Linked DNA regions of Mus musculus: regions 1 and 3 are each linked to region 2. Evidence: chromatin contacts called from public Hi-C data. All regions are on one chromosome and are shown on one strand. The core of a region is the stretch at or near the end of the contact, and the rest is flanking DNA. Distances in the headings are between cores, read along the strand shown. Region 1 has its middle 4.8 kb from the start of Gm41027. Region 2 holds the start of Gcnt4 (glucosaminyl (N-acetyl) transferase 4, core 2 (beta-1,6-N-acetylglucosaminyltransferase)). Region 3 overlaps Ankrd31 (ankyrin repeat domain 31).

What was found. A called contact is a pair of places that touch in the nucleus more often than the background predicts.
Region 1: a contact with region 2 is called in a Hi-C map of Sertoli cells, with 3 times the contacts expected there. The contact joins the enhancer-like site here to the promoter of Gcnt4 in region 2. A contact is called at or near these places in 4 of 39 promoter capture datasets (the 3T3-L1 cell line, embryonic stem cells, liver and 1 more), 1 of 15 datasets of contacts at CTCF or cohesin (the NIH/3T3 cell line), 28 of 484 Hi-C or Micro-C datasets (the AML12 cell line, CD4 T cells, CD8 T cells and 20 more), 18 of 115 datasets of contacts at active chromatin or transcription factors (the 230-238 cell line, CD8 T cells, acute myeloid leukemia and 12 more) and 1 of 9 other capture datasets (adipose tissue).
Region 3: a contact with region 2 is called in a Hi-C map of cerebral cortex, with 1.8 times the contacts expected there. The contact joins the enhancer-like site here to the promoter of Gcnt4 in region 2. A contact is called at or near these places in 5 of 39 promoter capture datasets (the 3T3-L1 cell line, 3T3-L1-derived adipocytes, embryonic stem cells and 1 more), 10 of 484 Hi-C or Micro-C datasets (the G1E-ER4 cell line, cerebral cortex, cortical neurons and 7 more), 5 of 115 datasets of contacts at active chromatin or transcription factors (CD8 T cells and embryonic stem cells) and 3 of 9 other capture datasets (adipose tissue, liver and pancreatic islet).

What each region holds. Positions count from the first base shown.
Region 1 is chr13:96,986,760-96,990,445 of GRCm38.p6, reverse strand. No RefSeq gene overlaps it. Among named protein-coding and RNA genes, the nearest start is that of Gm41027, 4.8 kb to the right of the region's middle. Within about 2 kb of position 2,190, at least 4 of the 459 cell types and tissues checked have an H3K27ac peak or open chromatin away from gene starts, as enhancers often do. A contact at or near this core is called in Sertoli cells, where this site is marked.
Region 2 is chr13:96,923,457-96,927,133 of GRCm38.p6, reverse strand. It overlaps Gcnt4 (glucosaminyl (N-acetyl) transferase 4, core 2 (beta-1,6-N-acetylglucosaminyltransferase)), which reads right to left and starts at 2,421. Exons shown (of 3, transcript NM_001166065.2): 1 at 2,186-2,421.
Region 3 is chr13:96,877,589-96,881,761 of GRCm38.p6, reverse strand. It overlaps Ankrd31 (ankyrin repeat domain 31), which reads right to left. Exons shown (of 26, transcript NM_001370928.1): 23 at 2,639-3,617. Among named protein-coding and RNA genes, the nearest start is that of Gcnt4, 45 kb to the left of the region's middle. Within about 2 kb of position 2,856, at least 22 of the 459 cell types and tissues checked have an H3K27ac peak or open chromatin away from gene starts, as enhancers often do. A contact at or near this core is called in cerebral cortex and cortical neurons, where this site is marked.

The DNA of each region.
Region 1 (3,686 bases), core at 941-3,440, 64 kb before region 2:
TATCACAGTTTTGAGCCAAATTTGAAATAAGCTTTAATTAAATACTGGCCAAATGACGGACACTGGCCGGGTCCATCCTGGGGTTCCCAGAAAATGGCCATGAGCCTTTATCCAATGGGGACAACCATACAGCCTGATGTATTTCCTGCCTACATACCTCCCAGATACATATGATCAAGTATATTCAGTGCAGTTGGGTCAACCAAACTTGGTTGGGGAAGTGGGAACCTGTTATCTTATATGGACAACTGCCTCCACAGTCTCGTAGGAAGCATCTGTTCTTGGCTGAGGGGCTTACAGGCTAAAGACACTTTGTTTTATGGATCTCCTAGGCACAGTAATTAAAACTTAAAACATGATTTTGGCTCTCACACAATATTCTGGAGGTTGAAGCAGGAGTATTATTGTAAATCTGAGGCCAGCCAGGATTGTGTAGCAAGACTTTTTCTCAAAACAATAGCAACAAACAAGCAAATCTCAGCAAATATACAATTAAAAAACATCACTCCAGAAAACCCACATGATAATCATGGTCTCTGAGACACAAAATTTTCATTACATTTGGCACTTGACAACTTGCTGTAATATGACTCTCAGGGATGCTACACTTTGGATCTTGAACATCCCTCCAAAAGTCCACTGGGGGTTGTAGACTGGGAGCCTCGAACTGCCATAAAATGGGGCGGAAAGCAAATCCTGGAAACTCGGTGGAAAAGGTTCTAACACTTTTTATTTATCTATTCATAAACAGCAATAAACAAATAAATGGCAAAATGGGCCCGCACACTTCTCACTAACCTTTCCGGTCTGGCTTCTGGCAGCATGCAGGTAACCAAGACTCGATGTTTCTTGCTTTCGGATCCTCTGGAGCTGAGCACCGGTGTAGGCTTGCTATCTGCGTGGAGACCCCGGATTGTTTCTCGACTTTCTCGGGAATTGAACGATTTTGCCGTGCCAGACCAGAGTTTTTAAGCTAAATTCAGCCATTTACAACTAGGGCGTTCCACACTTTATTTCATGGGCTTCTTTGTCACTCGCATGCACACACTCACTCTCCATGCCTTGGTTTTCATAGTTATCTAGAGCTGCAGGCGAGGTCCATGGCGTTGCCCCACCGCGGGCTCCAGCGGTGGGCATTAGTTGTTCTTATCACTTGTGCTCACTCTGGGGTCTCGGGCTGTGAGTGCAGCCGCTGCAGCGACTTTACTCCATTGGGGAAAATGCCTTCTGAGGCCATGCGTTCTTTACATTCCATCCCCTGGAGCCTCAGGGAAACCAGGGCTACAGATCTGGATATTCCCGAAGGCTCCACAAGGCTTGCAAAGCAGGGATCATATACAATTCGTAGCCCATTTTTGTAGAAACTTTTCCATGTACGGTATGCACTCCACTGGAAAATGCACTTTTAATATATTGGTTTTAATATGCTATATCTCTCTTGTCAACTGTCTGTGTATCACATGTGTGCAATGCATATGGAGGCCAGAAGACATGTTGGGTTCCCTAGAATTGGAGTTACGGACAGTCGTGAGCTACTATGTGGATGCTGAGAATTGAACCCAGGTCCCCTGGAAGAGCAGCCAGTGATATTTTCACTATCTTTCAAGCCCTCTGAACTTAAGACTTTCAAATAGTGTTAACATTGTGGGAGACTTTGAAGTTGGGCTAGATGTATTTTGCACTGTGATATGGCCACAAGCCCCTGGGGCTCAGGGCTCAGGGAGTGTGGTTTGAACAAAACATCCCCCAGAGGCTCATGTATCGACCTCTTGTTCCCAGTTGGTGGTGCTGTTTGGGGAGGTTCAGATGGTGCTGGAAGAAATATGTCACTGCTGGTGGCCTTTGAGTGTTTAAAGCCTTTGGCCACTTCCAGGTCACTCTCTGCTTCATGTTTGTGATGGAGAATGAGTGCCCTCATCTTGCTGCTCCAGCTGCCAAGCCTGCTGCCTGCTGTCATGGCTTCCCCTCCATGAAGAACTCGTAGCCCTCTGGAACCTAAACCGCAATAAGTTGCTTTTTGGCCATGGTGTGTGAGCACAGCAACGCAGAGAAAACCGAGACACACGGCGTAGGCATCCTCATAAAGGGACAAAGGTCCTATGAAACAGTTAAAGCCATTATACTGAACTAGACAAAGAACAGTAGGTTGGGAAGAAGCCACTGAACCACGGGAAGGACTAAAAGAGTCTGAACAAGGGCTGTGCCCAGTTCTCACGGTCTCAGTATCTCATCCTTGGTGATTAAAGTTACTTTTCTTTCCAGAATAGCGAGAGTGACTTTCGAATTGAAGTGAAGAAGCAACAAAGTTCAAAATGATCTTCTTGTATCTACTGTGTTTCAGATGTGTTTCAAAACATGCCAGAATAACATTTTTTCATCATCAAGTCATCAAGTGGGAGCCCCTCCCAACCACCTGCAGCCCAAAGGGCTCAGGGTGCCAGAGTACCATGCCTTGGAGTTTCATGGTTCATTTTTTTCTTTTTTTCTTTTCTCTCTCTTTCTTTCTTTCTTTCTTTCTTTCTTTCTTTCTTTCTTTCTTTCTTTCTTTCTTTCTTTCTTTCTTTCTTTCTTTCTTTCTTTCTTTCTTTCTTTTTTCCAAGTCAGGGTTTCTCTGTGTAGCCCTGGCTGTCCTGGAACTCACTCTGTAGACCAGGCTCAGAAATCCACCTGCCTCTGCCTCCCAAGTGCTGGGATTAAAGGCGTGCGCCACCACCTCCTGGTTTATGTTTCATATTCTAAACTCAATCCTCCTCCTCCTAATTCTTGAGATTTACTTATTTTTATTTTATGTGTAGGAGTGTTTTCCTGCATGTATGTACGCAGAGCACGTGTCCATGGATGGAAGGACGGGGTGTTGGAAGCTACAGACTATTCTGAGTTGCTGTGTGGGTTCTGGGAACTGGACTGGGATTTTTGTAAGAGTAGAAAGAATTCTTAACCACTGAGCCATCTCTCCAGACTCAACACTTAAATGCAGCGAGGTCCATTTTTAAACCTTGTGTTATTTTTATACAAATTAAAACATATAAACTTTAGCCAGCCATGGTGCCACATGTTTTTAATCCCCAGCTCTCAGGAGGCAGAGGCAAGTAGACCTCTGTGGGTTGGAGGCCACCCTGATCTACATAGCAAGTTCCAGCTCAGCCAGCACTCCATAATGAGACCCTATCTCAAAAGCAAATATCTAAGTAAATAATAACAAAAAAGAAAACCCAGAAACTCTAAGCCTTAAAAATTAATTTTTAATGACATGTAGTATATATTCAGCCCTTTGAGGCAGAGAAAAGAAATGTCAAAGATAAAAAAACCAAAGGTTGAGATGTTTTAAGGAATCTTGAAAAAAAATTGGAAAGCATATAAAAAGAACTGACAAACTTAACTTATTTTCAAACGATTGACAAATCTAAAAATTTTTTAGAAGATTGAATAAGATCTGGAAGACAAAGACAACATCACAGAGGATGAAGGGAGCTGGTAGTCCCAGGGTGCCCCAACTGGGGCTTTTCAACCACGAGAGACAGTGAGCTCCTTGTAAGTCAAGTTTATTTGACTTGATCAGTATTAAAGCAAAAGAAAAAGTTGATAAGCAAAAAGAGGATGAGAACCAGGATGGAACCACACAAAGACAGTTTGAGATTTGTGTCAAGCACGTGAAGGGGGAGGGTCGAGACACCAAGTGTCAATCA
Region 2 (3,677 bases), core at 1,172-3,671:
GCCCCACTAAAACTGATGCTACCTGTTCTGTGCCTCCCCAATACGCTCGCAAGCAGTGGATCCTGTATCGCCTTCATTCCTTCCTCCTTCTTCCCTCCTCCTCCTCCTTTTAATTATTCTAGACAATTCTGAATCTATGTAGCCCAAGCACATTATGCATCCTCCTGCCTCAGCCTCCTGAGTCTTGGAATTCCAGATGAGTGTACCATGCATGGCTTAGATTCTCTTATTTTAGTTGGTCTCCAGTCACATTCAGCACCTGACACTGATAGGCTAGGGAGAGCGCAGCCCTTACTCAGAAGTTATCCAAAGGGACAGCGGCTTTAACTTACTTCTTGTTGGCTCTATGGCCTTTGCAGTTCTCCAGGCAGCAGCCAGGGTGAGTGCTTAGTGTCTGGGCTCAAGAGATTGTCCTACATCAGCCTCTCAAGTAGCTAGGCCTGGGAGCCTCCGGTACCTGCACCTGCACCTGGCTACTTTTGTTTTTAAACACAACCATGTGAGAGGATACTCACAGGTGTGAAGATGTTTCAAAGACCCACCCACGCCACGTCACTGGCCCACTTCCCACCATTCCTCAGTAACACCATCTCCATTGTCCTGTCAGGCTCAGTGGGCGGGACCTGGCCCGACTGCTCCTGCTCTCCTCTGCTCTTACCACACTCTTTACTCCCCAAATCCCTCAGTTTAAACCATCCCTACTAAGCCTTAGTCCACTTTCCATTTTCTAGTAAGGGACTTGCACCCCAATAAAAGGTGAGCTTCAGCAAGGGCCCAGCTCACTGTGATCACACAACACCTTGGTTTGGCCAGCTGACTTTTGGACTCCGGGTTGCTCAATTTTATTGTCTCCAGGTGTTGTTCCTGCTGCACAAATCTAAGGAAAATCTCTGCAGCTTACTCAGCGGAACTCACACTGTGTAGTGCTAATGATAAGCCCCAGGGAACCAGGTCATTCACATCACCTGTGTCTCCTCGGTCAGGGTAGAAAAGGCAGTGTCACATACAGCCTCCCCAGCCCCTTCTGCGAGAGGAGTTTATTCCGGAACTGTTTTCATCTGGCCTTATTGCATATGCATATGCAGGGTTTACCAAATGACTCTAAACCTGGCCTCTCAAAGGCAAGAGTATGCACACCTTCCCAAGAGAGCTAGCTCTCTATCCGGTCTTCCCTGTGCCACACACCTCTGTCCATCTCTCTAATACAGTAACACTCAAGCTCAGCATTTCTCAGAGATCTGGATACTTATAAAGTGCAATACAGACAGTTTGCCTCAGTAGCTCACTTAAAGACCTTGCTTATTCCAGGCACTAGTAACGAAAGCTGCCAAGACAGACTATTAGTTGCTAGATTTAGGCTTAATAAATAACAAGGGCATGTTTTATGGGTACAAGATTTTTAAAAGGCGATTTCACTGACTCTCAGTCATACAAGAGACTCAATATTATTCCAGCTCATTTACTCTTCTTGTTTATTGCTCTTAAGTTTTAAAGGTTAAAAAAAAGCTGTGGGGTATGTGCCCCCACACTGGTATCATCCCCTCCACTTGCCCAGCACAGGAACAACCCTCGGGATTTCCAAGCCCTACCTGGACCTCGACGCTTTCATTCTCACACTGCGCTCACCTTGGAGGCACACCCACGTACAAGGGGTTTCTTAAGTCTCTTCCCTTGGGCTGGGATTCCCCGGCGGTTCCCAGCCTTCAGGGGAGACGCCGCCGCTTCACAGCGGGGGACAGTTTCTGGCGGGCTCTGCGGCAGGAAAACTTGACCTTAAAACGCAGGAAGCTCGTCCCTGCAGAGGCCACGGGCTGGGACACACTCAACCTGAAGCTTGATTCTCCCAGGACCTCTGTCCCCGCCACTCTCTGGAGAAATCCCGCGTGGAGCCGAAGCCCGGGAGGGCTCCCACGCGGGCCCCGGGAACTTCGCGGGGTACCACTCACGGTTGCGAAGCTGCGGCATCTGCTGGACGCTCACTGCGGTCGCCCCGCCGTCCTCTCCACCTCCGGGGGACCCGTGAGCTCCGCCGCCAAGAAGCCTAGATCCAGTTAGTCCCGGGTCGTGCCGCCCCCGCCGCGGCGTGCAAGTTTCCCCCGAAGGAAAGCGAAAGTAGCGGGCGGGAGAGGGGTCGCACGCGGCCACCCAAAGCCCCTCGCTTGCCTACGTGGCCAAGCCGACCTACCGGGGAGCTGAGACCCCCGGGCGCAAGGTCCCCGCTGCTGCGCCACCCCGGTGCTCCGGGCCACACGCACTGCCCCGAAGTCGCTCTCCCTCGGCAGGGAGTGGGGTAACGCCGAGGCCCCAGGTGACGCGGGAGAAGAGAGGGGCTCGCCACCGTGCTCCCGCAGGGGGTCCCCGCACCGCACTGGGGACCGAAGTTTCCTGGCGCGGCTCTCCGGCCGGGCTACCCGCTTCTCTGCAGCTGTCCCTCCCGCAAGACACAACTAGGCGTGGGCAGAAAGGATTGCTAAGTGATTTGTCCAAAGTCCCGGAGAGGGCGGTGACAAAGCAACTCACGTCTGCTATTCCACTCTGGGCTCCGGGGCGGCAGGACTCGCCCTTGGTCGGATGCAGCGGGCTCTCCAGGGCGAGGCCAGCATCGGCCAGCGCTGCCTAGCCAGGCGTTATCAGCGGAGTGGGAAGGTGGAGTGTTGCAGACTAATTAGGGTACAAAGTTGTGTTTTAATCAGTGCCTACATGCGGAATACGCTTCCTCTTTCCCCTCCGGCGGGGGGTGAGAAAGAGGGTGATGCTGCATCCGGCCGGGTTGGAGTTCTCAGAAAGACTGCTGGAAAAAAGGTACACGCCCATTAAACCAACTGGGCAGCATGACTCCCAGGGTCCTTGTTAAGGGGCCTTGTGTGTTTGCTTACATTGTAAAGCAGGCACTGTAGGTGTGTAAGTGATTCACCCCAAAGGGCCTTCCTAGTGGGGTGTCAGAGGGAGACTTCCTGGAATCTGCCCGCAGAACAAGAGTAGCACTAAGCAAGACAGTCGCAATTGGCTTGTTCTTTACTGTTCCATCTTTAAAATGGACTGAGGCTGCGGCATGCTTGGCGGGCTGGTGAGAAGCTGGGTAGGACTCAGAATCCAGATTCAGTCAATTCCGAAGTGTCGGACTATCTCAGCCGAGAGCTCCAGTTTCCCTACATTGGCTTTAAAAAGTGTGCAAGTCCCAGGATCAGAGGATCAGAGGTAGGCGGATCAGAGGTGAGGACACAACATCTGTCCCCAACACCCGGAGTAACTGAGACCAGCGGGACCCAGGCACCCAGGAACTCCGCCAGACCAGTGGCATGGGTTCCTTCTGGTCTGTCTGGGTTGGCGTCCTTGGGCTCAAACTCTGCAGCCAGCCCCACAGCAGCCAGTGGCAGCTCCACTCTTAGGCACTCTAACTCACCCAGGATCAGAGGATCCCAGGATCCCAGGAGTTTGGTCACACTAGGATCTCAAGGTCCCAAAGGCAGCTTGACTACCAGAGCTCGGACACACCCAGGATCTCGGACACACCCAGGAACTCCGCCAGACCAGTGGCATGGGTTCCTTCTGGTCTGTCTGGGTTGGCGTCCTTGGGCTCAAACTCTGCAGCCAGCCCCACAGCAGCCAGTGGCAGCTCCACTCTTAGGCACTCTAACTCACCCAGGATCAGAGGATCCCAGGATCCCAGGAGTTTG
Region 3 (4,173 bases), core at 1,607-4,106, 46 kb after region 2:
GACCCAACAGAGCAGTTGAAAGAGTCAGGTGCAGATATCTACATCTAACCAATGGACAGAAGCTGCTGATCTCTGTGGTTCAATTAGGGAAACGCTGGAAGAATCTGAGGAGTAGGGCGACCCTGTAGGAGGACCAGCAGTCTCAATTAACCTGGACCCCTGAGGTCTCTCAAACACTGGACCACCAACCAGGCAGCATACACCAGGTGGTATGAGGACCCCAACACATATATGGCAGAGGGCTGCTGGGTTTGAACTTAGTCAGAGAAGATGCACCTAACCCTCAAGAGACTGGAGGCCACAGGGAGTGGGAGGAACTCTGGTGGGTGGGGTGGGGGTGGGGCCATCCTCATGGAGATGAGGGATGGGATGGGGAGGTACTGAATGAGGAACAGTCAAGAGGGTAGACTGGGAGGGAGGGGAATAAAATCTGGACTGTAAAAAAAGATTAAATAAAATTTAAAAGAAAAGGAAAAAAGAAAAATGAGCAACGGATCTGAACCAACCAATACCTGAACCAAAAAGTAAATATGCATGGTCACCCACCCGGCAGTGGTGGTGCATGCCTTTAATCTCAGGACTCGGGAGGCAGAGGCAGGTAGATTTCTGAGTTCGAGGCCAGCCTGGTCTACAGAGTGAGTTCTAGGACAGCCAGGGCTACACAGAGAAACCCTGTCTGGAAAAACCAAGAAAAAAAAAAAAAAGCATGGTCAATAGCACAAGAAAATATGTTCAACACCGTTAATTGTGGACATGCAAATTAAAACCATAATGACATAATGATGAAGCAGTACACACACACACACACACACACACACACACACACACACACACACACACACGCTATCGCACACACAATATAGCCACACTATATGTTAGCAAGGATAGAATTAGAGGGCTGACCATACTAAGCACTGGTGATGTGCAGCCACTAGAGCTCTCACGCACATGCACAAAAGGTTGGTGCATGCATCAGATTTTATAAATAACTTTGGCAATTTCCTTAAAGGGTAAATGTATACCTAACTTAGGATTCAGTAACTCCATTTATAGATACTTACCCAAGAAAAATGAAAGTCTATTTCATACAAAACCTGCATAAGAAAATTCATACTAGCTTTATATATAAAAGCTAACAGCTGGAAACAACATAAATATCTATGAGTTCTTGTTTTGACTTCTTCCAATGACAGACTCTGATCTGGAAGTATAAGCCAAATAAACCTTTTTCTCCCTAACTTGCTTTTTGGTCAAGGTGTTTTGTCCACAGCAGGAGAAACCCTGACTAAGACACTATCGTATCAGGTAAAACAAACCACTACCTAGAAATGAAAAGGGAATGAAAAAGGCGAATCTTAAATAATTAAGACTACAAGAAAAGAGTTTACAAAAATTAATATGTAAAGTATAATTCTCACAATTCAATTTCTTTTTCTTTTTCTTCTTTTAATGGTTTTAGAGCTTTATTGTAGAAAGGCAGGGAGAAAGGAGAGAAGGTAGAAAGAGAGAAGGGGAAGGGAGAGAGAGAAGGAGGCTAGAGAGTAAGAGTGGGGGCTTAAAGAGACAATTCAAATTCTTAGAGATGCAAAAGAGAAGCACAAAGCACAGCATCAGCTGTCCGAGGCAGGAAGAGAGATAAAGCAGGCTCTAAGAAGCATCAGGAGCAGATGGATAGTTTATTGTTTGTGGACAGAATTTCACAGGTAAGTACATATGTCATGCTTGTCAGATAGTATGCTTTGAATATGCATAGTGTGTTGTACACAAATTATACCCCACTAAACACTACTGAAGATTCATTAAGCTGATCCGGAGAAGTAGCTACAACTGTCAAAATCTGGGTAACTATAACTAACCTGCTAAAAATTGATGTGCTCTGGATAATGTAGTTTTTACTTATCAAAGTGGTTGTCAGGCAAACTAGAACATTGAAAGAAATGAGCTCAGAACCGTAATAGTAAACTTGTTCTTAGTGTGTAAGGAAAGCCTCGGGAGCAGGAAAAGCCTTTGTCCAGGGATGAGAAGAGCAGGAAACACAGTCACTTAGGTGAAATTCTGGTTAGGCAGGGGTGATTCTCAAAGAGCAGGCTACAAGCTAAGAAGCATATTCAAAGACTTGGTAATCTTTTTCACGCTAAATTCCTCTTTCAAAAAGTAAGAAGAAACTAAATGCTTTTAAATATGTTCATCTATTAGAATCTTTTCTTACCACCCACTTTTATGCATATATTATATTTTAGTTAAGTTTCTTACTGAAAGTGTGGTCCTAACTTTCTTACTGAAGTGTGGTCCTAAACTGAGCCTCTATGGAAGAAAAATTAACATGTACCTGGGAATGTCTTAGCACTGTACTGGTAGCTCTTGAACCTAGTTTGGAACTAATAACAACAATTTCCTATCTTTGCTATTAAATTCTTCCTGCTACAATATTATTGACTGACTGTAGTTGAGAACCAAAGGTGCTTATGAGTAAATTCTATCAGGGCAAATTCAGAATAGGGTATGACTGTGGATTTTCTTCTTAATGGGTATGTCCCTCCATTCAGAAAGCACAGCCAAATCTTATTTCCTTTATGCCTCTACTATGCTATCCAACACTACTTATAAAATCTGAAAGACTTTAGAGAAAAAAAAATACCTGTGTTTTAAATTCGAGAATGTTATTTCCTGGGTTAATTCTTCCACGTAATATCAAGTCTTTCAGCTGCACAGCTTTCTTTCTGGGAGTTGTGTTGCGGTGTGGAACGGTTTTAGTAGGATGTTGATGGGCAGACGCAGAGGAAAGAGAGCTCTGAGTGCTATCTGTGTGTGAAGCAGCAGCAGCGGAGTCTCTAAGACATGGCAGTGTCTGATGCACAGTGTAGGTGTCTAAGACAGCAGGGGCCTGCGGCAGAGGCTCTGCAGCTCCCGCAGATGGTTGCTGGGAAGCTGTCTTCTTGTTTCTTCTTTTCGGATTACAGCGGGAAAGCTTCTGACTGTGAGGATCAGCTGCTAGACAGGCACCATTTGGGGAAAATATGCTTTTATCTTCTGAAATATTTATAGTGCCAGTTAGTGCAGAACTATCAAATCCACAGCCTTTGACTGTAGCTTCTGCTTGTGAGTTTTCTGCGTGAGGAGTAAGAGCAGCAGGTTGGGATGATGATGCAATTTTCTCAGCGTCATCTGTGGGTTTAGATCTTAATAACCCACCCAAGGTACAATCCTGGACATTTTGTTTGGAATTTATGTCATTTCCAGAGAATTCTTCTCTTCTTATTGCCTCTGCATTTAAACAAATGTTAATCTTCTGGCTCTCACTCTCTATTTCAGGAGACAATGGTATTTCTTGCATGCTTCCGTAAGCCAGACTGACAGGAGCGAGTAAGCCTGGCTGGGCATGTGCTGAGTCTCCCATAGTAGGAGGCTCCTGGCTCTTCTTGTCACTACTGATGTCTGAGTTACATGGCAGCTTTCTTAAACCAACACCAGATACTGCTGTAGCATTCTTATAGTTTTGAATTTTCAGTCTTATCTTTTTCTGTTTCTTTGCTACAACTAAAAGACTCTTTTGTCTCGTGGCCAGGTTAGCCAGTTGTTCTCTCAAGGCCCCATGCTTAAATGACTCCATGGACACCCTATAAGAAAAAGAAAAAAATATTAACACAGAAGATTTTCATCATAGACTATGGGATATAAAAGATACTCCCTCTCTTAATGCGCATCAGCTTTAAGTATAATAAAATCTGTATTTGAGATATAGTTTCCTTTATAAGGAAACTGACATTTATTTCAGATGAGTTTGATTTTAAGATAGTTTTAAATTTACCACTTTTACTATTTTATGTAGATGAGTGTTTTTGCTGAATAATTTATATGCACCACTTTCACGCCTGGTGCCAGAGATCATAGGAAGGCTTTGGATGTCCAAGACTGGAGTTATAGATGCTTGTGAGTCAGCATGTAGGAACTGGGAATTGAACCCCAATCCTCTGAAAGGGCAACAAGTGCTCCTAGCCTCTGAGACAACTCTACAGTTCCAGGTTGCCTTTGTTAAAAACAGAATATTACATTATTTGAGTGAGCCTATAATGAAAACAGAACTTGGGCTATTGATAGTATATTGTGTGGCAGGTAGTCATTGGCAGCTGAATAGTACTACTGTTACTAAATTTTCACTTTGTTTATCTGGTT